Regions from separate parts of the Zea mays genome. Here regions 2 and 3 are each linked to region 1. The links are chromatin contacts, called in public Hi-C maps. All regions are on one chromosome and are shown on one strand. Each heading gives the region's core, a stretch centred on a gene start, on an enhancer-like site or on the middle of the called end of the contact. The rest is flanking DNA. Distances are from core to core; before and after follow the strand shown.

Region 1 (2,636 bases), core at 101-2,600:
GGGACGAAGATTCAGGAGCAGTCCTTTGTTCGTCCTGGGGCAAGCTCGATCTCGCTCGGTTGAATGGGTGTGGCAGCTCGTGCTCTGGAATGTCATCTCCCTGAAATTAACAACAGAGGCAATGTTATTACAGTCTTCATCTGATTAGAAGGAAAAAAACAGCCTTGAACTTCTGACAAAGCAGTAACCAAGTGTTAAGAATAGCAGTTTCCTTACCTCAGGGTGCTCCCTGTAGAATTCCACGAGCCTCTGCCTAAAGGTCCTTCTTAATGCCAGGTATGCAGTTTCTCCCTTTTGCTTAAGGACGTTCTCAACAGCACCAACTAGGAGGTTCACCTGAAGATCAGGGTACATGCAGCATGTCGTGTCGTCACGCAAAAGGATCTTGTTGATGACGATCGCCTCTGGCATTATGTACTTGAGCTGTGCAAGATGGCTGTGGGTAAATCTCCTGTGGGCAGTCACAGAATTAGGAAACTCGTTAATACAGCAATCCAGCGCTGTAGTTTAATGTATGAGTATTTGTGAACAAGATTTATACCGCTCGGTCAAATTCTGAATGCTAGAACAGATGTTGGGGAACGTGGCCTTGGACCCCTTCATACGGAGCAGTCGGGTAGAGCTCTCCAGGCAGTTGAAGAACTCGAAGAGCATCTCATAACTGCAATAACAGTGAAGATATGTCATCACCAAAGAATCATATCGCCTAACAGTGAAGAATTATTCGTGGTTTTAGTATCTAGATGTTCTATTACATAAATTCGCTACTAGGTGCTAGACTTCAGATTGGGGAAAAGGTAAAGTAAGCGTTGCTAGATGCCTAGATACTAATACGAAATCTGCAAGCGGTTCGATTTTCAAGCACAAACCAGATCTGGAATCACATCGGGGGACAGAGATCTTTACCTCTCCGGCAGCTTGACCTCCGCCTTGCGCTTGACGGGACTCCGGCCAGCCCCGGCGCCAACACCGAGCTCCCGCTCGACGGACTCGAGATCATCCTCCACCGCCGCCTCGGCCTGCGCCGCGGGCCGCCGCAGCCCGAGCGCCGCCCGGCGGATCTCCTTGACGGAGAACGCCACGCTGCGGCCGCGCGCCCTCGGCATCTCCTCCGGCTTCTCCGGCGTCGGGATCTGCTCGAACGCCGCCGCCGGCGTCATCTTCTTCGCGGCCTTATCCGGCGTCCGGACCTCGTCCGCCAGAGCGGCGGCCTCCCGCAGCTTGCGCGGCGGCGGCGCGGCCGTCGTCTTGGCCTTCTTGGATGGCGGGGTGGCGTCCATCTCAATCTTGAGAGGGCGAAGGCGACTGCGGTGTCTCGGTGAGTGGTGGTTTGGGTCGGGGATTAACGACTGAGGGAACAAGATAAGGACGGTGGATATATACGGCGGGTTACCAGGTGGGAGATGGCGCGAAGATCTGGCGGGAACAAGCTGGCGCCAAGGCCTGGCGGGAACGGAGATGGCGCGAAGAGGTGTGGGCGAGGCCACGTGGGCAAGCGAGTTGGGAGGCGTTCGCGCCAAGATTAGGCTGGCATATATCGGGGTCACGTTGGCGGCTGCTCTAGTGCATACTGTATATTTTATTGTTAAGCTATATTTACCTTAACATTACATCATCTTTTCTTTTATAACATAAAATAAAATATTTTCCTGAACATAAACAATATATTTCATAAATAAACTCTACTTTATACGTTGAATTTCAGGATTTAAAAAATAATTTTTTAAAACATTTTGAAGTTCAAAAGGTTAATAACAGTTAGTTGATGTGGTGCACGTGTGACTTGGGATGGATTTAGATACTTATTCGGATAAACACATAAATTTTTGCTATGTAAATTTATATTATTATTTTTAGTATTGAATCTATTATTTTTTATAAAAAGTAAACACTGAATTTGTTCTATATTTTTAATACTTGATATAAAATTTGGATACCTATCTGGATACAGATTAGATGTTTCTATTTTTGTTGCATAGAGAAAATAATACATACATAAATTTATATAGAAATTTATTATTATACTTCGTAATATTATTAATATCTATATTAAAATATTAGATACATCCCTAATGTGGACCAATAAAAACTATATCACTAAAGTCGATCAATTATGGTTAGTATCGACCGAACAAATCGTATCAGATCCAGCAATTAGACGATCAAACCAATCAACATTGAGACCGACATGATCGGTATCGGCGTCTGTTCAAACGTCCAGAGCTAGCAGCGTTGTTTTTTCTTTTAATGTTAATTACCATTTTTTTTATCAAATCCAAAATATTTTTAGAATCAAAGTTAAAATGTTGATTTTGAATTTATGGTCAAATTTATATCACACCTATATTATAAACTTTCACATTAGGATAGAGTATCTCTAACAAGGTACCTCAAAATAGTGACTTAAAAATTAAAATATTGCGTCATTTAAAGTGCAATTAGAGTATTGCATCATTTAAAGTGATTAGAACATTAAAAACAAATTGAGCTCTATCAATTAAACTCTAATCATGTAGTTTAAGGAATAAATTATATTATTAGAAAAAAAGGTTATGGATAATATAGATAGGTCACTACTAGAGCCATTTTTTATTAATCAAGATATGGTCCTGATTCAATTGAATCATTGTTGGAGA
Region 2 (2,636 bases), core at 40-2,539, 440 kb before region 1:
AAGCATCCATAAAGTTTCTTCTTCAAGAATACAAAGAGTCAGAATTCTGCCTTGTCATGTCCAGTATAATATGGCATTTGCAACTAGGACTAAAGGTGAACTGGCCAATTCTTGGTAGCTAGAAAATTAACTGTTCCTGGTCTCAAAAGAAAATCAATTGTGATTTCCAATTGACGTCGGTAGCATGCCGCTCGTAGTCAGAAAATCATGAGATGCAACAAGTTACATCAACTTGGTATGAAACCATCACTTCTCAGTGGATAGTACATTAGTACCTGGCACACTTGAATTGTGCATCTTTCCATTGATGCTTGAGAAGGGCAGCTGCTCCAGCGTCAGGGAAAATGGCAGTAACTTTCTGCAGAACACCAAGTGGTATCAGAAACAGACAAATACATAAATCACAAGAGGTCGAGAGCAACAAATTTGCAAAGTGATAATTGGTAGACTCAAACATCAATTAGAGTGAGAGTGAGGCAATTATAAGTTGGAGAAAGTAAAAGCCATGTCTAATGCTGAAAGCCTGAAACGACCTTGTATCCAAACCTGTCCTGTCTCTTGTACAAGTGTGTCCAGGAAAATCTTTGACAACGCCCAGAGTTCAGCCTGTGCTCCTTCCTCGTTGAGGAATTCCAACTGAGGGATCAGCAGTTCTGCCTGCAATATTGACACCACTAATCGTAAATCGTCAATAATCGTATGGTAAAGATGCCTAATCAGAAGCTCAGCAAAAAGAGAGTACTTCTATAATTATGTCATCATTTATACATTATTACAGCATATACGATTGAGCCGAATTACAGAAGCGACAATATGCATGTGCAGTATGCGCAGCGAGAATCATACGATAGCTCGCATGCCTCCGGAGTTTACGAAATCTGCGCTCGCCTTCCCTGACTGCCGAATCGCGCCCTCCAAATCCGATGGCAAGCAACTGAACCACAGCGAAGGCCGCTTCACAACGTCAGCATCTTTTGTGTTCTCAATTACGCACGAGTTGAGGGTGCAGTGAACCCGACCTGTCGTCCTCCTCCACGGGCTGCGCCAGCCCACCATCCGTCGCGCCCCCCGCCTCCTCGGCCTCCGCCGGGGCGTCGGAGGCGTCGAACTTGCCGAACTTGGCCGAACAAGGTGGCGGCGCCCGGCGAAGGCGCAGCCGCCTCGCTGACGCGTCGAGGGGGAATACGAGATGTAGGGGCGAGAGGCGGCGCCGGAGATGGGTAGGGCAAGCGCGCTGGGGCGAGAGCAGCGGCGCCGTGGTCGCCATTGCTTCGCGCCGCGACCGTGTGTGATGAAGACGTGGCTGGGAGAAGCGCTGCTATGCAGCTCTTTGGATAACGCATAGAAACGGGGTTCCATCAATTTCCCGTCCGATGGAATTTGTGTAAATTAAGTGGCGGTTTTTGATCTGCGCCAGAGTATAATGCAGGAGTTTCTCGTTACAAGCTAAATATGTGCACAACACATCCGTTTAAATGGTAAAATGAGATGATTCGCTCCAACACATATTCACACTTACCTAACAAAAATGACGTACATATTTTTTATTCATACTTTATATTCAAATATAATATAAATATTTTTATAAAAATTTGGGAAAAAATAAAATCGGACCGTGTCGACGTGGTACCTCACGATGATCGGCCTAGGCTAATGCGGGCTTAATGGACAATGGACCATACCGTGCTCAGAAAAGGCTAAGTCCTAACAGGCCATGCAAGGAGAATCCCATTGTTACCATCCTCGCAAATCCTATCTAGACTTTCAACTACTTACTCCAGTGATGTAAGGCGTAGACAGGAGGGAGGGGCCGTAGTGGCTAGGGTTCAATGTCGCTCGAGCCACCTGATGGGAGACTGGCACGACGAAATTGTGTTGTGGTTTATTACTCGACATGTAAAATACATTTATGTAGATTTTATAGTAGATGTGTTAAATTCAGGCATAACGACTGTTTCAAACATAGTACAAATCATTGTAAATGTTTTAACGTGTTTGAACAACTATATCCTTTAAATAATATTTATTTATGTAAAATAGAAACTGTAGCAACACATTAGTACTAGTCTACATGCTCCTGCTAACTCTATGGTCCCAAGGAAAGATTAGAGTTGTTTGGTTTGCTACTTCATTGCCACAGTTTGTCACATCTAAAGTTAGTCAGGTTTGATCAAGTTAGACATGTGTTTAGTTTATAGCCGCAGTTATGACAAAATTTAATTTTCTCCAGCTCCATAGGCATTGTCAATAACATGTAAAAGTATGGCAAAGTTCTCTTAAACGTAGCAAACTGTGGCGCAGAATTTAAACACAGGGCATGTTTAGTTGTGTGCCTAAAGTACCAAAATTGCCACACATTTTCTACCACACTTGCTTAAGGTTAGACACTCAATTTCTACACCACATATTAGGCATGCTTAAGGAAATCTTGCCACACTTTATGGATTATCGAGGACCGGAGCCTACACAAAAGGAGAAAAATCTTGTCATAACTATAGCTACAAATTAAACACACAAACTAAACACACGCCTAGCTCAGTAAAACCTGTCTTACCCTAGGCGTGACAATGTGGCAAGTGAAGTAGCGAACATTTTTAACACCTCAAGTATACAACCAAACAACACTTAATATTTTT
Region 3 (2,636 bases), core at 72-2,571, 370 kb before region 1:
GAGGCAATCTTGGCCTATTTTCCAAGGCTTATTTTCCAATCCTCGAAATTCCAAAACACCGAAACTCTCAAAATAGAGGCTTAGGAGCCAACTGGTGCCTGGATTTTCTCGATGATAACCGATGAGCACAGTGATGAACTTAAAACGGATAGAAATAAGTTCACGAAAAACTACAAAAATAAAAAAAAGCTCTTAACTTCAATAGTAATGAAGAATATGCTCGAACTAGAAATATATCAATCAACTAGTGATATGATGGATTTAAAAGGTTCCTGGAGCATGCATGAATCCAAGGAAATAATTGGATCGCAGAACGAACACATAATTGGATCGCAGAAATATATCAATCAACTAGTGATATGAGGCTAAAATAGTGTCATGCACATATATACAATACGTACACATAGGTTTGTGGCAGAGGCCATCACAATTCATCTGAACGTACCGGCCGGGTACAGTAGATTGAAAGCATTTCTTCCTCCGTATCACCAGGCCAGCACCAGCACCAGCACACGGAAAACCTTCAATAACATATGCACAACATCATCATCGTGCATGCATGCATTGCACGGGCAATCTAACCTGCCAAAAATAATAAAACAAAGCTCGTCGATCAGGCACTTGATCGAATTGCGTATCACCATCAGAAAGTTTGAGATGATACGTACAGCAGCTAGCAACCAGGCCAGGCATCGATCCCATCCCATGCCTGTAACTATTTGAGGCTCTTGGAGCTTACAAGTTACAGACGGAACACACATCCACCGATCACTCGTTCATTGGCGACGCTGCTGCTGGCGGAACAGCAGAACGAACCCAGCGGCAGATGTGACGGCCGCCGCGGCCCAGACGCCGACAGCGACCGGCCACGGCGTCGCGACGACGCTCGCAACCTTCCACGCGAACATCACGCTGAGTAGCGTGCAGAGCGCCCAGACCCTGCGCCTGAGCGCTTCCCTGCGTGCAGCCGCCTCCGGCGGCGCCAGCTCGTAGGCGCGCAGGGAGCGCAGCAGAAGCAGGAGCGCGCCGTAGCTGGCGACCACGAACGCCACGGACGGGACGTCCCCTGCCGCCGCCGCGCTGTAGGTGGCTGCGGCGCAGGTCGCGGTGAGAAAGACGGCTCCCGCGCGGCCCAGGCCGCCGCCGCCTCGGGCCGCGGCGTCCACGCCAGCGACTATCTGCTGGTCCTCCTCCATCATCCAAGAGATCGGCCTACTCACGCACGGCTTTGATGCTGGCGTGACTCGTGAACGTCGTGACTCGTGAATTGAATGAAACTACTACAATACTACATTATGAAAGCTTGCTTGCTTGCTTGGGAAGGCAAGGCACGGAACACGCCGCCTAGCTCTCTTGCGTTGGAAGGAAGGGCCTGGCGACTGGGTGCTGACCAAGGAGTACTGCCGTGCCGCGCGCGGTACCAGCGTCTACACGTGGGCCCTTGTCGATCGCTCTTCTTCGGACCGAGGATGATTTGTGGGCCAGCTGAAGACACTGTTTTTGGGCCAACCAGACACAAGGTCCACCTTCCATGGCCTGGAATGGATTTTTCTTTATTTTATAAAGTACCCTAAGTATCGTTATCTTCATTTTAGCTGGTCTGGTTCGCCGTCGCCGGCGCAGTAAAGAAGACCGTGTGTTCATATATACTAGTGACAGCAGGTTCTTCATGTGGTGCTCCCCCAATCCCTCGCACCAACTCTCTGTACCGAGGGGCAAGGGAAGAAGAAAGGGAGGGCTGCGGATTCGCCAAGCCCGACACGAGAGCGCGCATATTTATACTCCAGTGGTCGCATTAGGCTGGCGATAAAATCGCAACAACCCCAACGTGGTTACGGCTCACGGCCTTCGGTTGGGATTCGGTGGAGCATGCGTCCTGTGAACAGAACCTGGAATGGACGGAGGAGCAAGATGCGTCCGACAAGGCAGGCCCGCGCGCCGGTGAGGTGACGACTGACGAGGGCGGGGGGGGGGGGGGGGGGGGGGGGGGGGGGGGGTTCCACCTTTCGGTGAAACAAATGCGAGTGAGCGGCTGGAGGGACTGGCCGGACTGTCGTGCGGCCCCACTGGTCGGATGACTGGGAGCGGCGCACGCGATAGGGGGGGTGGGGTGCAGAAGGAGTAGTGGGCCGCGGAGTAGGAGTACACGGGCCAACTGGCCACATTAGGCCCAAAACCGAGACTGCTCCCATATCCTTTTTCATTTTATTTTCTATCCTCCTTTTACCCATTTTCAGATTTCAAACTGAATTTAAATTCATATTTGAACTTCGAATTCCTAGATATCAAACACAATTCTCACCTGAATAATACTTTTATTTCTTGTAATTTATTTATTTATTATCTATTCTCCTTCCCATTATTTAATTCTAGCAATAGTAAATGACTTTAATATAATTTTCTTTCGCTTTTCTTATTTCCCCTTCTATTTCAAATTCTACTTTTCAAACTTAACTTGTCTACAAAAATTGAGTACAAATGCAAACACACAAGAATTCCAGCATGATATGCATTTTTTTACATTTATTTATTTGTTATTTAACCAATATAATTCCATTAACTGAATATGCACAAATAAAACAAAATCAAATGATCTCCAAAGGTTCCATAATCTCAAGTCACTACATAATTATATT

Evidence for each region. Hi-C and Micro-C count contacts between places; a contact is called where the count stands out from the background.
Region 2: a contact with region 1 is called in a Hi-C map of ear, with 2.4 times the contacts expected there. The contact joins the promoter of LOC100279441 here to the promoter of LOC103638085 in region 1. A contact is called at or near these places in 3 of 25 Hi-C or Micro-C datasets (bundle sheath, ear and leaf).
Region 3: a contact with region 1 is called in a Hi-C map of ear, with 2.2 times the contacts expected there. The contact joins the promoter of LOC100276702 here to the promoter of LOC103638085 in region 1. A contact is called at or near these places in 5 of 25 Hi-C or Micro-C datasets (bundle sheath, ear, endosperm and 2 more).

The regions. Positions count from the first base shown.
Region 1 is chr9:21,338,592-21,341,227 of Zm-B73-REFERENCE-NAM-5.0, reverse strand. It overlaps LOC103638085 (CDT1-like protein a, chloroplastic), which reads right to left and starts at 1,350. Exons shown (of 7, transcript XM_008661075.4): 1 at 907-1,350; 2 at 542-661; 3 at 217-451; 4 at 1-100. The coding sequence starts at 1,280.
Region 2 is chr9:21,775,859-21,778,494 of Zm-B73-REFERENCE-NAM-5.0, reverse strand. LOC100279441 (DUF1995 domain protein) reads right to left here and starts at 1,289. Exons shown (of 9, transcript NM_001152448.1): 1 at 1,020-1,289; 2 at 847-934; 3 at 547-657; 4 at 276-358. The coding sequence starts at 1,267.
Region 3 is chr9:21,710,310-21,712,945 of Zm-B73-REFERENCE-NAM-5.0, reverse strand. It overlaps LOC100276702, which reads right to left and starts at 1,321. Exons shown (of 2, transcript NM_001350801.1): 1 at 740-1,321; 2 at 283-582. The coding sequence starts at 1,199. The coding sequence ends at 777.